2 separate regions of the Mus musculus genome follow, and region 1 is linked to region 2. The links are chromatin contacts, called in public Hi-C maps. All regions are on one chromosome and are shown on one strand. Each heading gives the region's core, a stretch centred on a gene start, on an enhancer-like site or on the middle of the called end of the contact. The rest is flanking DNA. Distances are from core to core; before and after follow the strand shown. Region 1 has its middle 18 kb from the start of Trim8. Region 2 holds the start of Elovl3 (elongation of very long chain fatty acids (FEN1/Elo2, SUR4/Elo3, yeast)-like 3).

Evidence for each region. A called contact is a pair of places that touch in the nucleus more often than the background predicts.
Region 1: a contact with region 2 is called in a Hi-C map of regulatory T cells, with 2.5 times the contacts expected there. The contact joins the enhancer-like site here to the promoter of Elovl3 in region 2. A contact is called at or near these places in 2 of 39 promoter capture datasets (liver and stem cell-derived epiblast-like cells), 3 of 484 Hi-C or Micro-C datasets (the N1E-115 cell line, embryonic stem cells and regulatory T cells), 5 of 115 datasets of contacts at active chromatin or transcription factors (the SCID.adh cell line, bone marrow-derived dendritic cells, embryonic stem cells and 1 more) and 1 of 9 other capture datasets (embryonic stem cells).

What each region holds. Positions count from the first base shown.
Region 1 is chr19:46,516,728-46,522,038 of GRCm38.p6, reverse strand. It overlaps a transcript of Trim8 not described here. Among named protein-coding and RNA genes, the nearest start is that of Trim8, 18 kb to the right of the region's middle. Within about 2 kb of position 3,443, at least 161 of the 459 cell types and tissues checked have an H3K27ac peak or open chromatin away from gene starts, as enhancers often do. A contact at or near this core is called in the N1E-115 cell line, the SCID.adh cell line and regulatory T cells, where this site is marked.
Region 2 is chr19:46,128,567-46,133,719 of GRCm38.p6, reverse strand. It overlaps Elovl3 (elongation of very long chain fatty acids (FEN1/Elo2, SUR4/Elo3, yeast)-like 3), which reads right to left and starts at 1,821. Exons shown (of 4, transcript NM_007703.2): 1 at 1,547-1,821; 2 at 465-596. The coding sequence starts at 1,650.

The DNA.
Region 1 (5,311 bases), core at 2,194-4,693, 390 kb before region 2:
CCTCTTCCTCATTAGATTATCAGCTCTAAGATGGGCAGAGGTCATGTTCAGTGGCATTCTAACACTGGAGTGATGCCCAAGACCAAAAGGATCTCAGTGGATATTTGCTGCCTGAATGAATGAATGAATGAATGGCACAGTGCTAGACTCTGAACCATCAAAGATGACTAATATTGCATGTTTTCACAGGGAGTCATATCCTAGCTGGAAATGTAAGCCCTAAAGTTTGTACCCTGACATTTAAGCCACAATTAGATTTTTTTTTTTTTTCAAGATAGGGTTTCTGTGTAGTTCTGGCTATCCTGGAACATACTCTGTAGCCCAGACTGGCCTCAAACTCACAGAGATCCTCCTGCCTCCTGAGTACTGGGACTAAAGGTGTGCACCACTACCACCGGCTTTTTCTTTGTCTTTTTCTTCTTTAACTTGTGTATAAGTATGAGCAGAGTCTCTGGCCTGGAGCTAGAGTCACAGAGACGATATGCTCTGAATCCTGGGGCCAGTTCTCTAGCCCTGTGAATCACAGTTAGACTGTGAAGGAAGGCAACAGCATGCACAGGAAATGAACCTTTGACCTACAAAGAAGGAAGGGTCTGAAGCCCAAAGCCACTGGGACCTGGGACCATGTGGACTGTTGGTAGACTGATCCTAAGTATATGGTTTAGTGGGTAAAACCTGGAGTGCCACAGCTGGCAGGGAGGGTTCACTGGTAGATCCCTATTAGGCTACAAGCTGTCCATTTGCATCCATGCCTCCTCCTGTATGATGCCCTGCAGCAGGGACGCATATGGACAGTGTTTGATACCAACATCCAACTGACAAACAGGACATCCATATGTCACATGACTCCCCGCCATTTTGTTCCCCTAGGTAGACCAGAAATCCACATGACTTTTTTTTTTTTTTTTTTTTGGTTTTTTGAGACAGGGTTTCTCTGTGTAGCCCTGGCTGTCCTGGAACTCACTCTGTAGACCAGGCTGGCCTTGAACTCAGAAATCTGCCTGCCTCTGCCTCCTGAGTGCTGGGATTAAAGGCATGCGCCACCACCGCCCGGTTTCCACATCACTCTTAACACAAGGCCCTTCACAAACTGTCCCCTTATTCTAGTTCTGACATGTGATGTGAGATGGTGCCTGTCACCCCTCACCTCCATTCTATAAACGACACATCATCCCACATACCACCCCTGTGTTACCTCAATGTAAATAATGAAAAGTAACTCGGGGCACAGAGCAGATGGGTTCCTTTTCAAGGAAGACCCAATTACTGAAGATCTAACTCGAGAAGTCATAAATAGCCGAGTTTGCTGCAGTTGAGAGAAATTAAGCACACAGCAATTAAAGAAAACTGGTCTCCTGTGGAGGGGATAGGCAAAGGCCCTCAGTGCAGAACTCTGAGGTAAGTCCACAGTCCACTGTATGGCCAGAAGCAGCCCTGGGCCTTCTTGGGTGGGTCCAGTCACCAGATGTGTATTTTCACTGTGGGAGAGATAGATGTCTTCCACATGGAAGACGGTTGCCAGCCATCTGCCAGGGTGAGTTCCTCAAGACTACTGGAACCCATCTTGCTGTGATCTTACAGTGTTTAGGATTCCGTGTGGTGGAATTCATCCTGCCCTGAAGGAGAAGGCTTTGGGGAGCAGGTGGAAAAGAGAGAGAAAAACATAAGGAAGATGTGAGTGCTGTCTGCTCTCTCTCAGGCCAGGCCTCTCTGGCTTGCTCTCCTCCCTTCTCACCTTTCAACCTCAACTGCCTCTACTCTACAGTACTTCCTGGTGTGTTCCCCATTGCCCCTTGCCTCCAAAAAAATTCTAGAACGACGGCTCTTTAAAGAGCCTGGATTCAAGGCCTTTACCTTGACATTTCTGTTCAGAGTAGAAGGCACAGGGGGCAGCTTACCCTCTTAACTTTAAGGAGCTGGCTCCAGCCCTGTGAGGTCATGGATACCTGTCCTGTCAGTATCTGGCAAGCTGTGGCAAGAGATACTGTGAGTTTATGGACAGCCTGGATTGTACATAGTGAGACCCTGTCTCTCAAAAGAGAAAGAGTTGGGCATAATGACATCCACCAGCAACCCTAGCACCAGAACCTGTTAGCAGAGGTTGGAAAACCTTCACCAATCTGATCCACATAGTGAATTCCAGGCCAGAGCCTCAGAGACTTTGTTTCAAACAAAACAAAAGCTGGGTATGGTGGGCCACTCCAGCAGGAGGAGCCCTGAATTTGAGCCTAGCCTGACCTACAGAGAGAGTTCCTGGGCAGCCAGATTTACACAGAGAAACCCTGCCTCAAAAATAAAATAAAATAAAATAAAATAAAATAAGAGTGAAATGGCATAAAAAAAGGAAAGAAAAGGGAAAGACTATTCCAAAGTCAGTGTCAGGATTTTAGGGTCTCTCCTCCTTAGCCTGGTGGCCCTCCTGTCTGTCTGTCTGTCTGTCTGTCTGTCTGTCTGTCTGAGGCAGGGTTTTTCTCTTCAGCTCTGGTTATCCTGGAACTCACTTTGCAGATCAGGGGCTGGCCTCGAACTGAACTCACAGATATGCTTGCCTCTGCCTCCCCTGCTGGGGCTAAAGGCCTGAGCCAGCACCCAGCCCCCTCCTTCTTTATTGTTTTGTCCTGTTTGGCTGACCCTGCTTGATCCTCATGTGCTGCAAGTTCCACCAGACCAGCTATGAAGGCAGGAGCACCATCCCAGGACTGTAACCAAGAGCCCCTGGGTATATGGAGTCTACCTCCTTGCACTTTGCATTCCTGGTAACCTTTACTGATAAAGGCGAGAGAGTCTCAACAGTTCTTTTCCTGCTAACCCTCCCCCCCCCCCCCCAGAATTTACTGGATGCAGAGGTCTGGTAGGGAATCTCCCACGTGCTAGGTACCCTCCTGAAGTTGCTAACCAATGGTTCCCACATAGGGAGAAGATGAAGGTGACTGAGATCCGGTTTGATGACTAGGCTCTGAGTGGGAGGGTGTGAACAGGGCTTGGGAGGACTTCAGAACTGAAGCTGAAAGGTCAGGGGTCTCTGTGTAGGGAAAATGCTGACGTTGCTCAAATGGCCCTTCCCATGGTGTCCTGGGCCCCTAGGTATCATTCAGAGTGAGGAGAGGTTTTGTGTTTTGTATTAAAAAAATCTGGGGTCTGGGGGAGTCAAATACCCTGGGACAAGGGGTGGAAGAGCCAACTGTCTCCAGCCCTTCTTGCCCTCAGTCCATCTTCTTCTTAGGCGTAGAGATGCTTCCGGCAGTTGCAGGGCCGACCCCCCCCCCCTGCCCTGCAGCTGTTCTCCAGCTGCCCAGCCCCACCCCAAAGACAGCTGGGAGAGGCTGCGAGAGGGGGCGGGAGCCTGCCCAGCTGCTGGCTTTGCCTGGGTCGGGGGAGGGCTGTGACATAAAAGAGCTCGACAGGCCAGGGTAGTGGAGGAAACCGCCCCCCTCCCACCACCCCGCCGGGTGGCCTCCTCGCGGGCTCTGTGCGCATCTGGGCCACAGGAGCTGCCGGCCCTGTCTGTGGGGTGGTGGGGAAAAGTCTGTCGCCTCCCAGCACTTCCTGGAAGGGGAAGGCATGGTGGCCTCCAAGAAGGAGTGAGGATGAGGGGCACAGGAGCCTGCCTAGAGGACAGTGCACCTGTGTGGTACAAGGCCTGCCCCTCCAGAGAACCATAGGAAAAGTTCCTCCCTGCTTCCCTAAGCGGGCCGGGCCTCGGGGGGGGGGGGGGGGAGGGTGGGGTGGAGTTGGGGGTGAGCGGGAGGGCGGCACTTAAGCCTTTTCTGGGCCTCTGCCCCTCACTCTGCTAGGAGGTGGGTGACAGCTGCTTCTACGAAGCCAGGACAGCTGGGTAGCTAGGGACAGCTGGATGGAGTTTTTCCCGGTTTCTCCGCTGCCCAAACAGGATCTGGGCCTACAGCTGTGTGATCATTGGGGTGGGCTTCAAAGGAGGCTGAGGGTGGGGCTCCAGCCTAACTTATCTTCCACAGTGTCTCTCCATGCCTCGACCTGGTTAGTGCACCTGGAGAAAGGGGCCCCTCCCGCTAGCCAAAACAAATTGGACCAAGTGGGAGAGAAATTAGGCAGTTTTGCATCTTGGCTTTCAGCTCTTGGCATGGAGGATGTACCAGGGCTCCTGACAAACTAGACAGTGAGAGGAGGCGATATAGTAAGAGGGTCTATCTGCCCACCAGTATCCACCTGTCTCAGACATCTGTCCCCTCCCCTGGGCCCCAAACAGGTGCAGGAACCTGGGCAGCTTGTCCTAACTCCTAGCTCTGGCCTGTAGCCAGCCTAGGGTGGGGAGGTCATGCTGCAAACTTCTAAACTTCAAAAGAAACACCCCTTCTTTTGAACAGCCTGGGGTGTGTGTGTGTGACACATCTTTACTTTCCTACCTGGGACTTCTGTTTTTCTGAGGTGCAGTGACCGGAAGTCACCGAGGCCTAGGCAGCTCACAAGGGGCTTCCATTAAGGCTCCCTGCCCACATTGTACCAGGTTTGCCGATTCCACAGAAAACAGGAGGAAAAAGGAGAGAAAGAACTATGTACCTGAGAAGGTTTGCCTCCTTCTGGTCTGGGAAAACGGTACAAGCTCACTTTAAGGGGTGCATGCAAAACAGGAAGCTGAGACACAGGTGGTGGCTTGCTCCAATCCCAGCACCCTGGAGGCAGAGGCAGGTGGGTCTGAGTTCCAGGCTAGCCTGGTTTACAGTGAGTTCCAGGTCAGGCAAGGCTACATAGAAACCCTGGCTTAAAAAGCAACCAGTCAACTAACCAGCTAGCAGAGAAGAGGACCTTCCAGAATTGAGAGCCAGCCAGCAATCCCAGTGCTCAGAAGGGTTTAAAGGAATCTCTAGTTCAGTGCAGGAAGGTGGGTGTGTTCCAGCACTCCTCAAGGAGGCCATGTATTTAGACAGCCCTTCTCAAACCCCAGGATCCATAACCACCACTGGATTTAGGAATTCAAACTCCTGGGTTTTCAGATCTAGCCCTCCTTCCCCTTCTAATCCTATTACCCCTTCTATCCCTTCCAGGGCCAAAGTCCCAAGTCATTAAAGGAAGGAGCCCAGTGGCCCCTCTCCCCAGAATAGGGTCTGTTTTGTCTCTGAGTCTGCAGTCCTGTATAGCACCTAGCATATAGCACGTGCACACTGGCAGGACCTCACAGAGATGCCAGGGGCCTGTGTCCCATTGGGCCAGGTTTGGAAGGCCTTCAGCAAGGATTTATTCAATAAACCAAAGGTGAAGGACAGATGTAGCTGGTGTCTGAGAAGTGATATTTACAGGTCTGGGATTGTGTCTAGACCCAGGAGGACAGAAATCA
Region 2 (5,153 bases), core at 572-3,071:
TGGCAAGAGACAGAAGGACGTGGTAAAGGAGGGGCTGGGGAACTTGATGCTCTTCGATTGCTTTGGAAGAGCAATTTGGGAACTGAGATATTTAAGGCTAGACAATTTTGTCGGCCGTATAGATTTCCCGAGCACAAGAGGAATGGGGTAGAGCCTAACATCTGTATTCCCAGAACTCAGGGGACTGAGGCAGGACGGTTGTGGTATTTGAGGCTAGCCTAGGTTACACAGTGGGCTATTAGAGCAGTCTGGGGTGCAGATTAAGAGACTATCTTTTAAAGTAAACATTTTAAAGAGGGGTGGAACAGAACAGAGACCATAGCCTTGGGCTCAAGGAAGAGAGAAAACCCAGGTACTATGGAAAAGAAGTCGACGTGGCTGAGGATTTGAGAAACCCTCAGGGTAAAATGGAGATGTAAGGACTAAAGAACAGGCAGAGAGCATGGGGTGGAGGACTAACTTACCTGAATATTGCCAGGAAGAAGGACCAGAGGATGAGAGGCCTCTGCAAGCTGAAGCTCTTCCGCGTTCTCATGTAGGTCTGGCCAACAACGATGAGCAACAGATAGACGACCACTATGAGAAATGAGCTTACCCTGGAGGGCAGAAAACAGATGGATTCACAGTGGGCGTTGCTTAAAAGAATGCCCGCTCATCTCCCAAAGGGGCTCCTTTATACTAGAGCTTCAGCAGTATGATGCTTTGGTTTCCTTATCTTTATGGGGTAGTGGGGTGCCTTGGCAGTATTCACAGATCTAAAGTACCTAGCACAGGGCACATTTGAGATTTCTGTAATTATGACTTTGTCAATGAGGTCTCAATGAAGGTGACAGTTGTCTGCCCCCAGCCAAGAACTACTCTGTCCAAACCTGTGGTGTAAGATAGTGTAGCAACATCTGACTGACTTATGGCAAGACGAGATTGAACAACAAAGTCACCCCACCAAACACGTCTGGGACGATTTAGGGCTAAGACAGAAAGCCTCAGGAAAGCTTTGACAGGGTTCCCATTTTTGTGTTATCTTGACATCAGAGAAGATGACACACTAAGGGAACATGATAATTGTGTGTGGGACACGCTAATCCTAGGTGCCCACACAGGAAGGCTCGCTTGGGCTCTCGGGCTCTCTCTCTCTCTCTCTCTCTCTCTCTCTCTCTCTCTCTCTCTCTCTCTCTCTGTGTGTGTGTGTGTGTGTGTGTGTGTGTGTCTGTGTATGTGTCTGTGTGTCTGTGTCTGTGTGTGCCTCTCTGTCTCTCTCTGAGAGTCAACTAAAAAAACCGCTTCATTCCGGTCAATCTCTCCTCAGCTATAGTTCCCATTTTTTCCCTTTGTTTTTGTCTCCTCCCACATCCCTCTCTCCAACTTCTCATTTCTGAGCCCTTTCTTCTAGAGCTAATCTCTTAAAGGGGTATCTTAAAAGAGGGGGCGGGGCAGGGGAATCGGAGCTAGTACCGGGGCGGGCGCGTCGTCGGAGACTTTACAGGCATTCATTCCCTGTCTCCATTTCCCTCAAAGCAGTTGGTCCTTCCCCATCACCAGGTCTCACCAGTACTCCTCCAAAAAGGGCCTTAAGTCCTGAAACGTCTCGAAGTCATAGGGTTGCATCAGGTCCATTTTTAACCCGCGTGAGAAATTCATGGATGTGTCCATTTCGATTTTGCAGACGACGAGTTACAGAGCTTGGGGTAGGGAGCTGGGCGAGAGCCAAAGAAGTAGAAGATGGAGTGGGTCTCAGGGACGAAGAAACCCAGGACAGAAAGAAATTGTGTATAAGCAGAAGGGCCCCGGAGCCTGGCACGTGCGCTGCTAACCAGCCCGCTCGCGCTGCAGTGACCGTGCCTGCCGTATATATATCCCCAATTACTAAACTGGGAACCCAGGCGGTGCAAGGCCAGCTCCCGCCCTCAGCAGTTATCCAATCTTAGCCAAGGGACATCTCTGTCCCGCCCCTGGACCTCCTCCTCTCTGACTGATCAGTCTCAGGGGCACCTCCCCTAAGAACCAAGTTTGCCCCAAATCCGTTCCCCCCACCCGCCTCCTTCCTTCCTTTCTTTCTCTTTCTTTCTTTCTTTCTTTCTTTCTTTCTTTCTTTCTTTCTTTCTTTCTTTCTTTCTAAATTCCACCAGCTGCTCTAGGTTGACTCATAAGCACACCCCCTCCCCCCTCCCCCCCCCCCGCGCCCCAATCCTTGATTTCACCGAGTACCCAGGCAGACCAGTCTACCTCTGACACAGTCACCTGTAGCCTCTGCCTCCTTTTGCGTTAATCTTCACCTACTTGGCCCTGACGAGCAAGCGGAGGGACTCTTGGCTTCTGGTGCACACTTCCAGATATGGGGTCGACAGTTTCCTTGGGAAACCCAGGCTGGAATAAGGAAGACCAAGCTGGACCATAAGGAAGACGGCTCTGACCACTTCTGTCTTTGGATCTGTGCTTGTAGGAGGAGGGGAATGGATGTAATGAATTTTACTGTTGGGTTGTTGTTGTTAATATTTGAGGAGGCGGCAATTCAGGCTGTTACAGTTTCTTTATAGTTTCCGGAACTGTCTCGTCTGACGCCCAGTAAAAATGTTGGAGAGAAAAATGGGGTCACCCTCTGGGCTCCTTGTCCTCAGGTGCAGGAGAAGCCTGGAAGGGTTTAAAGTAGGTGGTGACCCAGTGAACTTCCTTAGGCTTACAGTTCCCCTTCCCAGTCTGAACGTATCCAATTGAATCTGCTCCTTCACCAAGGCATCTAGTCCCAGTGAACAAAAAATACTTAGAAACTGGGAAGCCTTTACCTGGCTGTCCCTTGTTTCTTTCTTGGCTTTAAGAAAGTGAAGGAAAACCAGAAGGCTTGAAAACAGTTGAGAGGAGATGGGGATCTATAGAACAAGTGCAAAGAAAACTAAGAACTATTTGAGGTGGTGAAGAGCTGACTCAGTGACTATGAGCACTCGTGTAAGCATTAGGACCCGAGTGCAGAACCTAACACCCCATAACCAGCCTGCACCCTGTCCTGCCCACTGTATGTGGGAACAGAGACAAGACTGTTGGGGCTTCCAGGCTGCCAGCCTAGGGGAAAATCACAAACCCTGGGTTCACTGAAAGACTGAGTGTCTCAAAGAAATAATTCCTACAGACACACCACACACATACACACACACATACATGGAGACACAAATACAGGCACACACACCACATACACACACAGACACACTACCACATACACACACATGTACACACAGAATCACATACAGACACACATGCCACACACACATGCACACACATACACACATATGCACACACATACAGACACACACATATATATACACATATACACACACACCACACACATAAGCATACCACATGCATGCACATATACACACATGTACAGACACACAAAGACATACACACTACATAGTACGCACATATACACACCACACACATATATACACACTGAGACACACACACTGAGACACACCTCATACTCACACACACATACACACACCACATACACACACACAAATATATACACAACACACACACACAAATTAGAAAAACAGCAGTTTTGATATTCTTTTTTTTTAAGATTTATTTATTGATTATATGTAAGTACACTGTAGCTGTCTTCAGACACTCCAGAAAAGGGAATCAGATCTCATTACGGATGGTTGTGAGCCACCATGTGGTTGCTGGGATTTGAACTCTGGACCTTCGGAAGAGCAGTCAGTGCTCTTAACTGCTGAGCCATCGCTCCAGCCCCCCTCTGAAAGCATTCTTAACCACTAAACCATGACACCAGCCCCCAAAACAGTTTTTAAAAATTAAATATTTAGGGCTGGATTAAGAGCACTGGCTGCTCTTCCAAAGGACCTGAGTTCCGTTCCCAGTACCCACATGGCAGCTCATAATTGTCTATAACTCTAGTCCCAAGGGATCTGATGCCCTCCTCTAGCCTCTACGGGCACTACGCAGACATACATTCAGGCAAAGCACCCATACACATAAAATAAATAATAATTAAAAATAAATATATGCATAAGTCAGCCATGTGCACCTGGAATACCAGCAAGAGAAAGAAGAGTCTGGAGTTCAGGGTCATCCTTGGCTACATCAGTATGAGGCCATCCTGGGCTATGTTAGACCTATCTCAGAAAAAAAAAAAAAAAGGAAATATATGTGTACGAGACTATGGAGACAGGTGAGATGGTTCACTGGCAAAAGTTTGGCTGGGAAATCCTGACAGCCTGAATTCAATCCCTAGAGTCTACAGTGAAAGGAGAGACTCATATCCCAAAAGTCATCTCCTGAGTTCTACACACACATCAAAGTATGCATGTGTCATGCATACACAATAGATAGATAGATAGATAGATAGATAGATAGATAGATAGATAGATAGATACATAGATACATAGATACATAGATACATAGATACATAGATACATAGATACATACATACATACATACATAGATACATAGATACATAGATACATAGATACATAGATAGATACATAGATACATAGATACATAGATACATAGCTAGATACATAGATACTTAAAAAGATACACAGATAGATAATATAGATACATACATAGATACATAATACTTAGAAAGATACACAGATAGATAATATAGATACATACATAGATACATACTTAGAAAGATACACAGATAGATAATATAGATGTATACATAGATACATATATAAAAAAGTGTAATTATAGAAAGTAAAGCCCAAAGTCTCTAAAACCAGAAGACCTATACAAGATCCAGCCTCCACTCTCAGTGCTATCTTAGGAAGGGGGGGGTGCGGGGGGGGAGGGGGGGGAGCTGGGGAGCTCAGCCTCTTCCATCTAAGTGAAGCACCTCTACACCTGTCTCTATTTTATCACCTCTCACCTGGTTACTACAGTCACTCTACCATTGAGGTCACATTAGCTGGTAGCCTTACTTAATACAGTACACTTCTTTCTTTCTTGTCCTGGAACCAGAAAAAAAAAATTGTTCCCAAACCTGTCTGTTCACCAGGTCCATAAGCCTCAACCCTAGACATTCCTAGACAATCTCTGTCCAACTGCAGAAGACAGTTCTATCAGAATTCTAAGTTGGGTCCTGTTGCTTTCTTACCCATCACCTTTAGTAAGTCCTAATTGCTTCATTGATAGCC